Linked DNA regions of Mus musculus: region 1 is linked to region 2. Evidence: chromatin contacts called from public promoter capture Hi-C data. All regions are on one chromosome and are shown on one strand. The core of a region is the stretch at or near the end of the contact, and the rest is flanking DNA. Distances in the headings are between cores, read along the strand shown.

Region 1 (7,594 bases), core at 4,509-7,008, 710 kb after region 2:
CCATGCTCCTGGAACAGCTTCTGCTTCCCACCCTGGCTCTCTCCTGGGGGCTCTGGATAAGGCTCTGCAGCCTGGAGCTGAAGCATGGGAGCAATAGAGTCTTTAGGAAGACTAGTCTGGCCTACCTAAATTCCTGACCCATTCCTCCGGCATGTCCTATTTAAACAACACGATATAACTCCTGGAAATGAGGAGGGTCCAACCAAGCTGCCAAGACCCAAGACCGGAGATAAAGATGAACAATATCTTTGCTTGCTAGTAGATCCTAGACACGCTGCTGACGTTGACAGTAACTCCGTGGTTTAAATAAAGTTCAAAGTTTCAAGTGCTTGTGTTCAAACATGGAACCTCCGGCTGCACGTGGAGGCCCCAGCTGTACAGAAAAAAATTGGCCCTTGGTTTTTAACTGACTTTTAAGGTTTAGAGAGGATTTTTCCAAGAATTGGTACTGAGAAGCATGGAGGGAGATGGAGGACAAGGAATCCTTGGAAATAAAATGTATAGGGGCTTGAGGGATAGCCCAGTGGTTAAGGACACTCACTATTTACTCACAGGACATGATGTTCTCTGCTGGACTCTGCATGCACCAGGCATGCATCTGGTACACAGATATACAGACAGACTACCCATCACATTTAATAAACACAAAACTGTAAAACTAAGTTGTATAAATTGAGTATGGTAGCAAGATTTGGGGATGTAGGAGCAAAAGGATCAGAAGTTCAAGATGAGGGCCAACAAAATAATTCAGTGAATAAAGGGTTTGCCACACAAGTTCTATTCCTGGTACTTGATGTGTTTATAAAAAAGATGAAGAAAAAGGGATATGTTTTAAGAAGGGTTAGTGAGGTGTGCGGGAAGGGGATGTCTCAGCGGGCCCATGCCGAGGTATCCCTTCCTTGAGGGGCCAGCCACACAACGGTATAGTATAGAATAGAGTTTATTCAGGGCATGGGGAGGGGAGTTAAGAAGGTAGTAGAGGCAGAGAGAGAGAGAGAGAGAGAGAGAGAGAGAGAGAGAGAGAGAGAGAGAGAGAGAAGAAGAAGAAGAAGAAGAAGAAGAAGAAGAAGAAGAAGAAGAAGAAGAAGAAGAAGAAGAAGAAGAAAGAGGAGGAGGAGGAGGAGGAGGGAGGCCAGCCATAAGCATGTGGAGAGAGGGGGAAGGGAAGAGCAAGAGAACAAGAGCCCAAGAGAACAAGAAAGGAACAAGAGAGGGAGGAGGGGGCAAGCAGCCCCTTTTATAGTGGGTCAGGCACACCTGGCTGTTGCCAGGTAACTGTGGGGGTGGAGTTTAGACAGACGCTAACAGTGCCTACCTGTGCGGGTTAATTTACTTCCAAGAGAAGGGAAGAAGGAGCCTCCACTAAGGAATTGCCCCTGTCCTGTTTGGCCTGTGAGCATGTCTGTGGAGCATTTTCTTTGTTTTTTTTGTTTTGTTTTGTTTTGTTTTGTTTTGTTTTGTTTTGTTTTGTTTTGTTTTGTTTTGTTTTTCCAGACAGGGTTTCTCTGTATAGCTCTGGCTGTCCTGGAGCTCACTTTGTAGACCAGAACTCAGAAATCCGCCTGTCTCTGCCTCCCAAGTGCTGGGATTAAAGGCGTGCGCCACCATGCCCGGCCGAGCGTTTTCTTGATTAATGATGACTGGCGAGGTCTCAGCTTGTCACCCCTGGGTAGGTAGGTCTGGTGATTTCTTAACTCGGACTGAGGAAGCTGTGGGGAACAAAGCTGTAAGCATAATTCTTCTACGGTCTCTGCTTCAGCTCTGGCCTCTAGGTTCCTTGAGTTCTTACCTTGACTTCCCTCAGTGATGGACTGGAACATGAAAGTGTAACTTGGAACAAACTCTGTCCTCCTCTGTGGCCTTGGTTTTATCACAGTGACAGGTACGTACTACATAACCTAAGGGTGGAGATTGAGAACTGGACTCTACAAAGTTGCCCTCTGACCTCCACATGCCTGTGATACATGGATGCCCAACCCCTACAATAGTGAGGGGAAAAAATTTTAACTCAAGGCCACCTTCTACTATGTAACAAATTTGGAGCCAACCTGGGTTACATGAGACCATCTCAAACAAAATTAGATCGAAGTCCTATAGCACTAAAGATCTAGCTCAGTGAGTAGAGTGCTTGCCCAGGGTCCTGGGTTGGTATCCCTAGCACTGCAAGTCATGATTATATAAATGTATATAATGATGATTATTCAAAGCCCACAGTCTCTGCTGCTTCAGAATGGGAGACAGGATTCTTTACGCCCAGGAGGTAACATTTTGCTTTGTTCTGGCCTGAGGATGAACCCCAGGGTCTTTCACAAGCCCCCCTGCTTCTCTGTACTCCCAGCCTTGAGCACAGGAAGTCTAGGCTAGATAACACAGCAAGATCTCGGCTCCCAATGAAAATAAAGTTTTACCGAGAGCTGACTGGAGGCCAAAGTGGCTATGTCAACATCCTGCCAGCTCCAGTCTTCTGTAAGACGTGTTCAGGCAGCTCCACCCAGACCAGCAGGTCTCAACCTATGGTTTCCGACCCCTTTGGGGGTCACATATCTGATATCCTGAACATCAGATATTTATATTCCAATTCATAACGGTAGCAACGGCTATGAAGTAACAATGAAATAATGTTATGCTTGGGGGTCATCACAACATGGGGAACTGTATTAAAGGGTCTCAGCATTAGGAAGGCTGAGAAACCCAAAGGTTTTCACCAGTAAGTCATTGAGGGGCTAGAAGATGGCTCAGTGGGTAAAGCGCCCACTGTGAAAGCATGAAGACTTGAGTGTGGGTCCCTGGCACCCACACAAAAAGCTGAGCCTGTCCATGCTTGTCTGTAATCTCAGCACGAATTTTGTTTGTTCAGCCAGCCCAGGTTCAGTAAGAGACCCATTCTACAAAAACAAGGCAGAGAGCAACAGGGGAAGGCACCCAGTGTAGACTTCTGGGTTTCACACTCAGGCACGCGGTACACAACCAATGGCATACACGCTGATACACATATTACACATCAAAAAAATTTGTTTTGCTTTTTTGTTTTTCAAGACAGGGTTTCTCTATCAGTAGCCCTGGCTATCCTGGAACTTGCTCTATAGACCAGGCTGACCTCAAACTCACAGAGATCTGCCTCTACCTCCTGAGTGCTAGAATTAAAGGCATGCACCACCACTGCCTGGCCTAAAAAAAACTTTTATTGAAAACTGTGTTCTTTTCTATATAAAATGATTTCAAGGATTTACCCAGATAACCAGGATTGTTTCCAATGAAGTCAGCCATGAGAGAGACACTGAGAATTCGTGTCTACCTCTGGCTCCAGCAACCCACAGGTCTGCTTTTGACTTCTTGGTATTCAAAGGGTCATGTTTCATCATTGATCAAAAGGCAGGGGTTGGCTCTCCTGCTCATGACCTCTGTGACACACTACAGCCTCCAGAATGGGATGTCTTTGCTTTTTATTTGGGGACAGAGGTTGCAGGGGTGGAACACAGATATGAGGGGATGGGGAGATGAGTGGGATTGGGGTGCGTGGTGTGAAACTCAAAAAGAATCAGTAAAAAGTTTGTAAAGAGGCAGGTTGTACGGGGCCATCTTTCCCTCTGTGAATCAGCGACTCCATCAGAGCGAGATTGAAGAGCCCTGGGTGGGTCCCAGAATCTTCTCAAGCTTTCTCACTGTTGGGAATTGAACCCAGGCAAGCGCAACTACCACCAAACCACAGACACAAACCAAACCTATGGCCAGCATCACAACTGCCATACCACATCAGCTAATTATGCACCAGGATGAGAGCCCATAAAGAGGAGGAGGCACCTGGACAGAGGTTTCCATAGAGAGAGACGCACATGGAGGTGAAGTGAGCCTGTGGGCCCCACTTAGGGAGCACTTCCTGTGAACTTACCATGGGGATAAATGAGCCCTTGACTCTGGCTGCAGCCCTCACAATCAACCTGTGTTATTAACCCTGTGTTGCCTGGGAGGAAGCTTACCTTTGGGAGGTTGTGTGACTCAAGTAGCCCTCTGAAGTTCATAGTATCTGTTAAGTCTATTGAGCAAAGCCATGCACCCAACCCGTGAGCTCTGTGACAAAGAGAACAGATAGCATTCGCTATCAGCTCCAGGCAGGGATTTCAGGGGTCTCAGAGCCAGCACTTGCAACAAAGGCCCCTGGAAGAAGGGCTGCAGAGAGGGCTCAGCAGTCAAGAGCCCTGGCTGCTCACCCAATAGACCTAGGTTTCAATTCCCAGCACCCACATAGTGCCTCACAACCACCTGTAACTCCAGTTCTACGATATCCAATTCCCACTTCTGGCCTCCATAGACACTAAGCCTGTGTGTGGTCCACAAACACATGCACAGGCAAAACACCCACACTCACAGCATTAACAACAGTAGCACAAAGCCAAGGAAGCGAGAAGAGAACAAGGTTTTTAATGGCTTGTGGAGTCCAGGAGAGGGAAACTGAGGTGGTAGGAGAGGGCTGACCAACAGGGAGGACCAGGTTTTCGAGCATTTATTTAACATATATGAGGGAATGGAGACTATATACGATACTATTTATATAATGCATTTTATACAAGGGGCTTGGACTTGGACAGCCGTGCATATAGAGAGCAGCAGCAGATCGTGGAATGAACCCACTGGAATAGCAAGGGGAGATTGTGTCTAATAACAGTTTGTTGTCCTTATCGTGGAGGACACCTCGCACTTTCCTCAAATTCCAAGGGAGGAGGACAGTGCAAATCTGCAGAAGCTGATGGAATTACAGTGTCAGAGGGCCAGGTGTCTCCCCCTGCCTGGCACAGCTGGACACCCTACAGTAACAGAGGGCCAGGTGTCTACACACACACGCACACACACACGCACACACACAGCTGGACACCCCACAGTAACAGAGGGCCAGGTGTCTCCCCTATGGACAGCTAGACACCCCACAGACCTCAGGGGTGTCTGGAAGTAAGACAGTATGGATGGAACTAGAAAAGTGTCACTGCCTGGGATCCCCAGAAAAGCCACCAGCCAACTGATAAATTCAGTATTTGGCTTCTCTGAATACATGGCCTTGAACCTTGGTGCCTGGCAGTTGCTCAGACCTCTTTCTAGTGTCTGTAACTACTTGCTTTTCAGACAAGGAAGGGTTAAAGCCAGCCCCTCCCCTTTGATGCAATGGAGCTGATTCTGATGGGAGCCAAAGACTGAAGTCAGCAGTTCCCTGAGGCCTCTTGGCAACACCCTCCTAAGGAAAGTCAGGCCTGCGGGAAGATCTGGGCACTTTCTTCTCATGCTGGACCCTCTTCAATCCCTCATTTGTCCTCTTCTGACTTCCCTGAGTGTCTCCTTTCTGCCTTCCCTCACGATGCTAGTTCTTTACCTCAGGTCTGCCAGAGACTCCTGCCCCACTGGTCCAGGCAGCTTGACCAGGTTTGGGCGGCTCTGTTCCAGGATAGCCATGTGGTGAGGCTGGCTGGCTCCTTGCCCCTGTGGCCTCAGAGAGCTGCCCACTGGGCCAGGCCTGCTCTGCCAGGGTACCTGGGAGGAGGCCATCTCTGCTTTGATAGGAGATAGGGGAATGCTGTTCTCTGGAGAGCTGCCCTGTCTTCCCATTCATTCATGGATTCATTGAGCTGTCACTGAATATTCAGGTGCTCGAAGCTGGGCCAGTTCAGACCTGCAAGGGAAAGCTGGGCTCCGTGCCTGGTAGACAGTGCCCTTCGCTCAGGCCTGGGACAGGTCTCAGGCCATCTGCCACTCAGCAGGCTCCGCAGAGAACCTGGCACACAGAAGAGATGCTTCGTGGTCAACTGAACTGAGCCCCACCAGAAGATAGAAGTCCTTGTCACATGTTCTAAAACTAGAACTGGCTGGGAGCCAGAGGGCAAGTGGCCAGGTCCAGAGCCTTCTTCCTGACCACTCAGAGAACTACGGGAACATTCCCTAACTCTTCTGCAGGAAGGCTTAGAACATACTCTCTGGGGAGCCCCCAGGCCTAAGAGGCTGTAGGACAAACTTGGATTGAATGTGGCCTCTGGCAAGACTCCAGTCACCAGAGAAAGAAAAGGAAAAATTAACTTGTCAAGGTTTGGGGAGTCAATTCATGCTTGCCCTGGAAGGGTGAGGGCCTGGGTTCGAATCCTCAGCACCCACATAAAACCCAGGAGCAGCAGCTGCCTATGCTCGTAACTCTTGGGGGTACAGATAGGTAGATTTCTGGGGCTGCTGGGGTCAGTAGGCTTGCTTACCCAGTCAGCTGCTGGCATGCACATGCTCTCTCTCTCTCTCTCTCTCTCTCTCTCTCTCTCTCTCTCTCTGTCTCTCTCTCAAATAGATGGGTGGCACTGGACATTTGGAGCCTCATTCCTTCAACTACTCAAATGACCCAATAGAGCTCACACTGCTTTTTACCACGCTGCTTCCTTCTCTCTCAGGGCAATGGTCACTGGCATCCCTGCCCTCAGAGCCGCTCCCAGCAGCCTGAAGAGCAACCCTTGAGCCACAGCTAGTAGCAAAGCACTCGACTCACAAAGGGGCTACTCTGGCCTCTGTTTGGAGAGCAAATCACTTGAAGGTAAAGTGGGTTAATCATTAAGGACCTTACTTTGGATTGACGGTCCCTTCCGTCCCTTCCGGAATGCCTGGCCTACCTATCTCCCATGGGTCTTGTGAGAGCTGCAGAGTAGGGACAGCTGGAGGAGCCCACACACACACACACACACACACACACACACACACACACTCAGGAATGCAGCTCACGGACTCTCTAGAGTTCTTCTGTCTTGGGCGGTCCCACCCATTCATCCTGCACATCTGATCCCGGCAGAAAGCAGCTGATCTGCTGTCCCCCTGGGCAATCCAGATCCCATGTTTCCTAGTGGCTTCCCCCAGCCTGAATCAAACATTGGAAAGAGACTCGGAAAACCATCATGGCAGGAGCGTCCAGGGTGGATGGGCAAGGGAAGGAGCGAGAACATTCAATGGGTGTCTTTATGTATTCTTTTCACTCCTTTAGGCTCTGAACCACATGACCACACTGCCTATCCAAAACAAGTAGAACTAAGATTTTAAAAGTCCTGGACAGGGTAAGCCTGAGAACGCACAACGCCTCTAAACCACCGCTAGTGTTCCAGGCCAAACCAGCCACCATCTTCTGAGGTCTTAATGATTGCAAGGGCTTCCTCTGCTTCCCCTCCCCCATCTCCCATCCATTGTCTGTGTCCCTTACCGCGGTTACAATGAACTTGTTAAAGATCAGATCAGCCATTCCCACTGGCAGCCTTCCTTACAGTATCCACCATGCCACTGCGTCCTGGCCTGCACCCACTCAGCCACACTCCTGCAGTCACCCTGTCGGTCCTCTGAGACATTAGGGACCCTCTGCTCCCACTCTGGTCCAGGTATTCATATTGCTCACCCTACACACACACACGCACACACACACACACACACACACACACACACACACACACACACACAATGTAATAAAAAAAAACTTTAGAAATAAGAGTAGCAGTTAGCATTTATGGAGTGCTTACTGCATGCACTCAGAGGCACTTGGTAAGGACACTCACCACATCCTTAAGCATCTTTCCGACAGCCCAACCCTAGGAGA
Region 2 (7,656 bases), core at 1,858-4,357:
GTTTATAATCCCAGAACCAGGCAGGCAGATACAGATCCTGTGACCACTAGCCAGCTAGGCTGTCTATTTGGTAAACTCTAGGCTAGAAAGAGCCCTGAATTAAAAATAAAAAAGCCAGAGAGATGGTGGTAAAATTGCCTAATGTGCAAGCCTAGTGACCTAAGGTCTATCCCTACAATCTACTCATAGGAGGAAGGAGAGAATCAGCTTCAGAAAGTTGTCCTCTGCCAGGCTGTGGTGGTGCACGCCTTTAATCCCAGCACTTGGGAGGCAGAGGCAGGCGGACTTCTGAGTTCGAGGCCAGCCTGGTCTACAAAGTGAGTTGACAGCCAGGACTACACAGAGAAACCCTATCTCGAAAACAAAACAAAACAAAAATAAAGTTGTCCTCTGATTTCCATGTGTGCTGTGGCTGGCACAACACACACACACACACACACACACACACACACACACACACAGTATTTAATCTAGATAAGCATATTGGCGCACACCCGTAACCCCACCACTCCAGAGGCTCAGCATGTGAACTACATAATGAGTTCTGGGTCCGTTTCAGTTAAGAGTGAGATTCTGGCTGGACATGGTGCTGAACACCTTCAAACCCTGCACTCAGGAGGCAGAGGCAGATTCCAGGTCAGCCAGGGCTACATTGAGAAACCATGATTCAAAACAAACAAACAAACAAACAAACAAAAAAAAAAAAGAGTGAGACTCTGTCATAAACAAACAAACAAACAAACAAACAAACAGAAAGTACTTGATTTAGTGATTCTATTGGAATAAGGAGAACTATTTTAGGGAAGAAGTTTCTTTATTGGTGGGTACAGGCGATGGAATTCAAGGCCTCATCCATGCTGAACACTGGGCTTTATGCCTGGGCTAGAAACCCAACCTGGATAAGAAGTTCCTAATTCAGTCTGTCTTGAGGGATAGTTATCATGTTGCAGGGTTTCAGCAAACTCCATTTCTGTCAGCTGAAACAGTTGAGTGTTAAGATACTTGCTCTTACTGTCTGAGTTAATGCACTCCCTGAAGTGCTCACATAGGACTGGGCTCAGCCTCTGTTCAGCCTCTGGGGGAGGGGGACTATACAGGATGTTCTCTGTAGTATCCCCTCCTGGGTCAAAAATAATGTTGGTTAAATCAAAACTTCCTTAGAAAAGGAAGCAAAGAGAAGCATCAGACACAAGTTGTAGGGATAAATTAACATTAGCTTATTGCCTTTTGCATGCCGCAAGCCACCTCAAAGTGGGTATTGTCCTTGCTTTACAGAAAATTAAAATTCAGTAGTTAAGCCACGGGTTGAAGGGCATTGAATCAACCTAGCCAATACATCGTTCACATCTTCCTAACTCCAGGTCCACACTTTTCATAGGATTTTCCCCCCTCTACTTCTACCAGCCTGACACCGAAGTGAGAATCACTGAAGCGACGCATGGTTCCAAAACTGACTTTCCAAGGAAATGTCTTAGGAGCTCTGATGAGGGAAAAGGAAGCGAGAAATGGCTTGTCTCAGCATGCCTGTCCCAACCTTCAGTGGTAGTAGAAGCAGCTGCAGAGCGCATGGTTAGTCCCTTCAAGAAAGGCACTTTCTTTCTCTTTCTTCCTTACAAGACCTGCTCATGTGCTTGCATGCATGATGCATGCAGTGCCTGAGGAGGCCAGAAGAGAACATTGGGTACCTTGGAACTGAAGTTTAAGGTAGTTGTTAGATGTCACATGGGTGCTGGGAAACAAACCCAGGTCCTCTGCAAGAGCAGCAAGTGCTTTTAACCGCCCAGCCATCTCTCCAAGCCCTGACTTGACTCTTTATGCTTTATTTTTTCCTTTTCCCTCTTCCAGTCATTTTATTTGATAAATATCTTTAACTTTTTAAATCGATTCTTTGTGAATTTCGCATCATGCACCCCAATCTCACACTGATCCTGTCATCCCTCCAGATCCATCCTCTCCACGCTTGCAGTCTCCCTCCCCTAAACAAAACCAAACCAAACCCATCCCTGATGTAGAAGCAGAAGCTGCGGTGTTGTGGAGTGTCACACTGGATATTCTTTTGTCCAAACAGCTTCACTTGCAAATGTCCATTGCCATGAATTATTGGTCTGGTTCGAGGCCTCCGGCTTCTGCCACACTTTCTTTTTTTGTTTTTTGTTTTTGTTTGTTTGTTTTTTGTTTTTTGTTTTTCGAGACAGGGTTTCTCTGTGTAGCCCTGGCTGTCCTGGAACTCACTTTGTAGACCAGGCTGGCCTCGAACTCAGAAATCCGCCTGCCTCTGCCTCCTGAGTGCTGGGATTAAAGGCATGCGCCACCTCGCCCGGCAAAATAAAACAAAGGTTCGGGAGCGGAAAAAGACCGGAACGACACGGGAACCCGCGACCGGCACCGACAGAACCAACTCGCGGAAATCGGGCAAGCCGGCCGCGCTGCCACACTTTCTTAAGGCGTATTTCTATGAAGTACCTTCTAACTATACCCTTAGATGAAGTCATTTTTATCTAAGGGCGGGTCTCTGAAGGTCTTTGAAAAGGAAAACAGGTATATCCAGTGTAAGTAAGTGCTTTGAGGGTTATGAGTAGGACAATTATGACAACTGGGGGTTGGGGGGACGGTCCTAAATGAAGCCTTAGGCACCTAAAGAGCTTCAGTGACCAGCAGTGAGGACTACCAGGTTCTCACCTTTAACCGCCAGGCGGATACTGAGAGTGAGTTTAGAGAAGATTCGACTCCTTTCCATGTCCTTGGGGCCCTTGATGTGCCGGACTTTAGACCACTTATTGTGTCCCGCCGAGGCCGTCGCGCTGACATGCAGCGTCCTGTGTGGCGCTGCACCACAGCCGGGGTTTGCATGCTGGGAGGCGCCCCAAGGACCCACGCGGAACCCGAGGCATCGCACACGAAAGCACGGGACAGCGGTCATTCTCAGGCTGGCGGCAGCCCAAGACATCATCTGCTTCGACAAGGGGCTGCGCGGTGCAAAGATGAGCAGCTAAAATCAGCCCGTCTAGTCCGGCCCCGGAACAACCCGGTCTGGACGTTCAGACCGCTGCTACAGCTCTCCAGAAACTCAGAGGTTCGGCTCTTCCTGACGCTGCACTGCCTTGAGTGACCGCGAAGGAGCCGGGCGCGGGGACCCTAAATGGTGCAGTACACTTCCTTTGCCCGGTCCGCCGCAAAAAGACGTTCCCGGATTCTGCAAAGTTGGTTCCGCTGCCTCGCGGTACTCGTTCCAACCCCGCCCCTGCCAGGAGTGACGCAACCCTTCTTTGCTCCCGGTTGCTTGGAAACGACAGATCACCTTCCCGGAGAGATTCAGGTGACTGACTTTCCTTCCTAACTGAGCAAGTCCAGAATAAGAATTGTTTGGTTGAAAAAGAAATATGTAGTTCAGTCGGTTCATTTTACAGATAAAGAAACCGCCGCCAAGGTTGCCTGTTTAAAAAAAGGAAGCAATAAACAAAAAAGTACTAAATGCTGGGCGTGGCAGGCCATGTCTGTGATTCCAGCACTTAAGAGGCGAAGGAAACCTTAGGACTTTGTCTCAAAAAAAAAAAAAAAGCAAAAACTTTAATTAAAACAAACAACGACAAAAAAAAAAAAAAAAAACAACCAAACAAAATAAGCCACTACCCCACCAGCCGACGAGAAGCGATTTGCCCAGTCATTTAAAACTTTCTGATTTAGATTTCATTTCTGTAAACAAGGATGGCATTGCCTGTTTTGCCAACCCATACTGGACAAAAGATCGGGCCAGCCTTTGAGTCAAACTGCTATCTTCGTTTTCCATCTGTTGTTTTAAAATTAGTTTAAGTATTTTTAATATATGTGTATGGTTGTTTTGACTGCATGTATGTCTGTGCGCTACATGTGTGCCTGGTGTTCTCAGATATTTATTTTACAGATAAAGAAACCGCCGCCAAGGTTGACATCAAGATAGCCTGGAACTGATGGTTGTGAGCTGTCACATGGAGAATCGAAATTGAACCTGGGTCCTCTGGAAGGGCAACCAATATCCTTAACTGCTGAGCTATTTCTCCAGCCCCTTCCACCATCGGTTCTCTTGGCAGAGAAAACAAGAGAAAAAGGACACTATGGAAAAATAAAGAAAAAATAATGTAGCAGCTGCTTGAAACTCTTTAAGAGCTCTCTAGGGGGGGGGTGAATTAAGTCTCAAGAGCGTAACACATTTAAAAAAGCAGGTCAGTGTGAAGGCAGTTTGAAGTCTTGCTCTCTAAAGTTAGGCTGGATGAATTCAAAGTGTGTTTCTGCCATTTAGTAGTGCAACCTTGGGCAAGTTCTTTACTTTCTGTTTCCTTCTACAATGGCCTTGAATAAGCAGGATGAGGGGAAGGGCACGGACACAGATTTTATATTATTTTTTAAAAGATTTATTTTATTATTATACATAAGTACACTGTAGCTGTCTTCAGACACACCAGAAGGCATCAGATCTCATTACTGATGGTTGTGAGCCACCATGTGGTTGCTGGGATATGAACTCAGGACCTTTGGAAGAGCAGTCAGTGCTCCTACCCACTGAGCCATCTCTCCAGACCCCAGATTTTATATTCTTAGTGGATATGTCCAAAATTAATCTACTTACCTTTCATTCTCATGTATGTCTATGGGAGGGCATTATGTTAGCTGTTAGATTATCCTTGTGTTTCCTTCCTAGTTCCAGAATAGCAGCTGGCAGCCACCAAGCACAACCTGAGTTCTTTTTTTTTTTTTTAAGATTTATTTATTATGTGTAAGTACACTGTAGCTGTCTTCAAACACTCCAGAAGAGGGCATCAGATCCCATTACAGACGGTTGTGAGCCACTATGTGGGTGCTGGAAATTGAACTCAGGACCTCTGGAAGAGCAGTCAGTGCTCTTAACTGCTGAGCCATCTCTCCAGCCCGTGTTTTGTATTTTGAGACAGGGTTTCTTTGTGGAGCCCTGGCTGTCCTGGAACTGACTGTGCAGAGCATACTGGCTTCCGACTCAGAGATTCATACACCTCTGCCTGCTGAGTGCCAAGACTAAAAGCCCACGCCACTGCTACCGGGAGTGAGTACGAATTCTTTGCCTCTTTTGTTTCTCTTGAGTCTCCTTCATTATGAAGGACATCCTTCATTCTTCTGGTGAAATCATTCTTCAGGACTCAGCTCCAGGGGGCTGGAGCGATGGCTCAGCATTTAAAGCACTTGCTGCTCTTGCAGAGACATCGGGTAGGAGCCTCACAGCCTCTGTAACTCCAGTCCTAGAGGATCCAATACCCGCCTCCCACTTCTGTAGGTACTGCATACACATGCTGCAAACACTCATTTAAAAAAATCTTCAATGATTATATTTTATATGTGTGGGTGTCTTACAAGTACTCTTAACTGCTGAGCCATTTCTACACTCTCTACTCCTTCAAATTCTATTTTTGTTTTGTTTTTTTAAGACAGGGTTTCTCTGTGTTGTCCTGACTGTCCTGGAACTCACTCTGTAGTCCAGGCTGACCTGAACTCACAAAGATCCATCTGTCTTTGCCTCCCAAGCATTGGAATTAAAAACCTGCAACTCAACTGCCCAGCTAGATCTTTTTTTTTTAATTAGGTATTTTCCTCATTTACATTTCCAATGCTATCCCAAAAGTCCCCATACCCACCCACCCCCCACTCCCCTACCCACCCACTCCCCCTTTTTGGCCCTGGCGTTCCCCTGTACTGGGACATATAAAGTTTGCAAGTCCAATGGGCCTCTCTTTCCAGTGATGGCCAACTAGGCCATCTTTTGATACATATGCAGCTAGAGACAAGAGCTCCGGGGTACTGGTTAGTTCATAATGTTGTTCCACCTATAGGGTTGCAGTTCCCTTTAGCTCCTTGGGTGCTTTCTCTAGCTCCTCCATTGGGGGCCCTGTGATCCATCCAATAGCTGACTGTGAGCATCTACTTCTGTGTTTGCTAGGCCCCGGCATAGTCTCCAGCTAGATCTTCTTAATCATGTGTGTGCAACTTGTGGCAGTCAGTTCTCTCCTTCTGTCATGTGACTCATGTTTAGTAGTGGTTTCAAACTCAGGTTGTCAGCCGGGCGGTGGTGGCACGCACCTTTAATCCCAGCATTTGGAGGCAGAGGCAGGCAGATTACTCGGTAGTTGGGTTTTTTTTTTTTTTTTTTTTTTTTTTTGGTTTTTCAAGACAGGGTTTCTCTGTATAGCCCTGGCTGTCCTGGAACTCAATTTGTAGACCAGGCTGGCCTCGAACTCAGAAATCTGCCTGCCTCTGCCTCCCAAGTGCTGGGATTAAAGGTGTTGTTTTGATCTTAAGCTTGATTGACACTCTACAAATAATACAGGACACCCATGTAATGTGTGCGATGATTTTTAGTATATTCACCATGTATTCATCATCCTGACTTAGCCTCTTTGCCTGAACTCTGTACTCATTATTAGTCTCTCTCCTCCTCAGTCATCACAGGTCCAGACAGCTGACTTCTGGCTCCATGAGTATGCTTCTGTTGAACATTTTATAGTAATGGAAGTATGTAGTATGTGTTCTTTGTGAGTGATTTCCTTCATTTAGAAAACATCCTAGTGTGGTGGTTTGAAAGGAATTGGCCCTCAAAAGTCTCTATGTTTGAATGCTTGGTCCTCTGTTAGCACAACCCTTTATAAAGGATTAGGTGGTATGGCCGTGTTAGGAGAGGTGTGTCACTAAAGGTGGACTTTGGAGTTCCAAAAACCCACACCATTCCAGTTGGGTCTCAGCCTCCAACTTGCAGATCAGGATGGATGTAAGCTCTTAACTATTGCTCCAGTGCCTGCCTGCTTGCTGCCATGCTCCCTTCCATGGTGATCATGGACTCTAACCCTCTGGATCCATAAGCATCAGTAAACATAAGCTACCTTGGTCATGGTGTATATTCACAGGAAAGGTAAATAAGACACCTACTTCCCTTTCTTAACCAGACACAGCCTAGAGTCCTATGTGAAGAAAGCCTCAAGTGAGGAATTAACAAATGAGATTGGTATGTGGAACTGTCTCCATGTGTGAATCTTATTTTTACAGGACAGTTCAGGCCACTGTGAGCAGTACTGTCCCTAGGCAGTTGTCCAGAAAGCTAGTCGCTAAGGTCCTGGTGAGATGGCTCACTGGTTAAAAGCACTGTCTTGCTCATCCAGAGTACCTGGGTTTGAGTTTCAGCATCCAAGCGGTGGCTCACAAACGTTTATGACTCCAACTTCAGGGAACCCAATACCCTCTTCTGGCCTTTACAGAGCATGCAAGTGGTGCACAGACACACATTCAGGCAAAAATACCCAGACACAATTTTTTTTAAATGAAAGAAAAAAATAGCTAAGCACAAGTCTCACAAGTTGAGAGGGAGGGATGGAGGGAGGGAGGGAGGGAGGGAGGGAGGGAGGGAGGGAGGGAGGGAGAGAGAGTGAGCACATGCATGTATAGCATCCATCTGTGGATTGTTTCAAGCTCCTGTTTGGTTTTTAATTTCCCTCAATAATGAACCATGATCCAGAAGTGTAAACCAAGTGACTCATTTCCCACCCTGAGGTGATTTTGCTCATGGTGTTTGTCATAGCAACAGAAAGGAGATTAAAACAGCATGTTTTCAGGGTTCAGTTGCTGCATCATGTATCAGTATTTCCTTCTACTGCCAAACAATAT

What was found. Promoter capture Hi-C pulls out the DNA fragments that hold promoters and counts their contacts.
Region 1: a promoter capture Hi-C map of cranial neural crest shows a contact between it and region 2. The contact joins the enhancer-like site here to the promoter of Taco1 in region 2. A contact is called at or near these places in 5 of 39 promoter capture datasets (cranial neural crest, embryonic stem cells, hippocampal neurons and 2 more), 4 of 484 Hi-C or Micro-C datasets (the AtT-20 cell line, the N1E-115 cell line, cortical neurons and 1 more), 6 of 115 datasets of contacts at active chromatin or transcription factors (astrocytes, embryonic hindbrain, extraembryonic endoderm stem cells and 3 more) and 2 of 9 other capture datasets (embryonic stem cells and liver).

The regions. Positions count from the first base shown.
Region 1 is chr11:105,351,350-105,358,943 of GRCm38.p6, reverse strand. No RefSeq gene overlaps it. Among named protein-coding and RNA genes, the nearest start is that of Mrc2, 63 kb to the right of the region's middle. Within about 2 kb of position 5,758, at least 67 of the 459 cell types and tissues checked have an H3K27ac peak or open chromatin away from gene starts, as enhancers often do. A contact at or near this core is called in the AtT-20 cell line, the N1E-115 cell line and extraembryonic endoderm stem cells, where this site is marked.
Region 2 is chr11:106,061,542-106,069,197 of GRCm38.p6, reverse strand. It overlaps Taco1 (translational activator of mitochondrially encoded cytochrome c oxidase I), which reads right to left and starts at 3,107. Exons shown (of 5, transcript NM_027346.2): 1 at 2,680-3,107. The coding sequence starts at 2,950. It overlaps Taco1os (a long non-coding RNA gene), which reads left to right and starts at 3,157. Exons shown (of 3, transcript XR_003949781.1): 1 at 3,157-3,316; 2 at 3,902-5,053.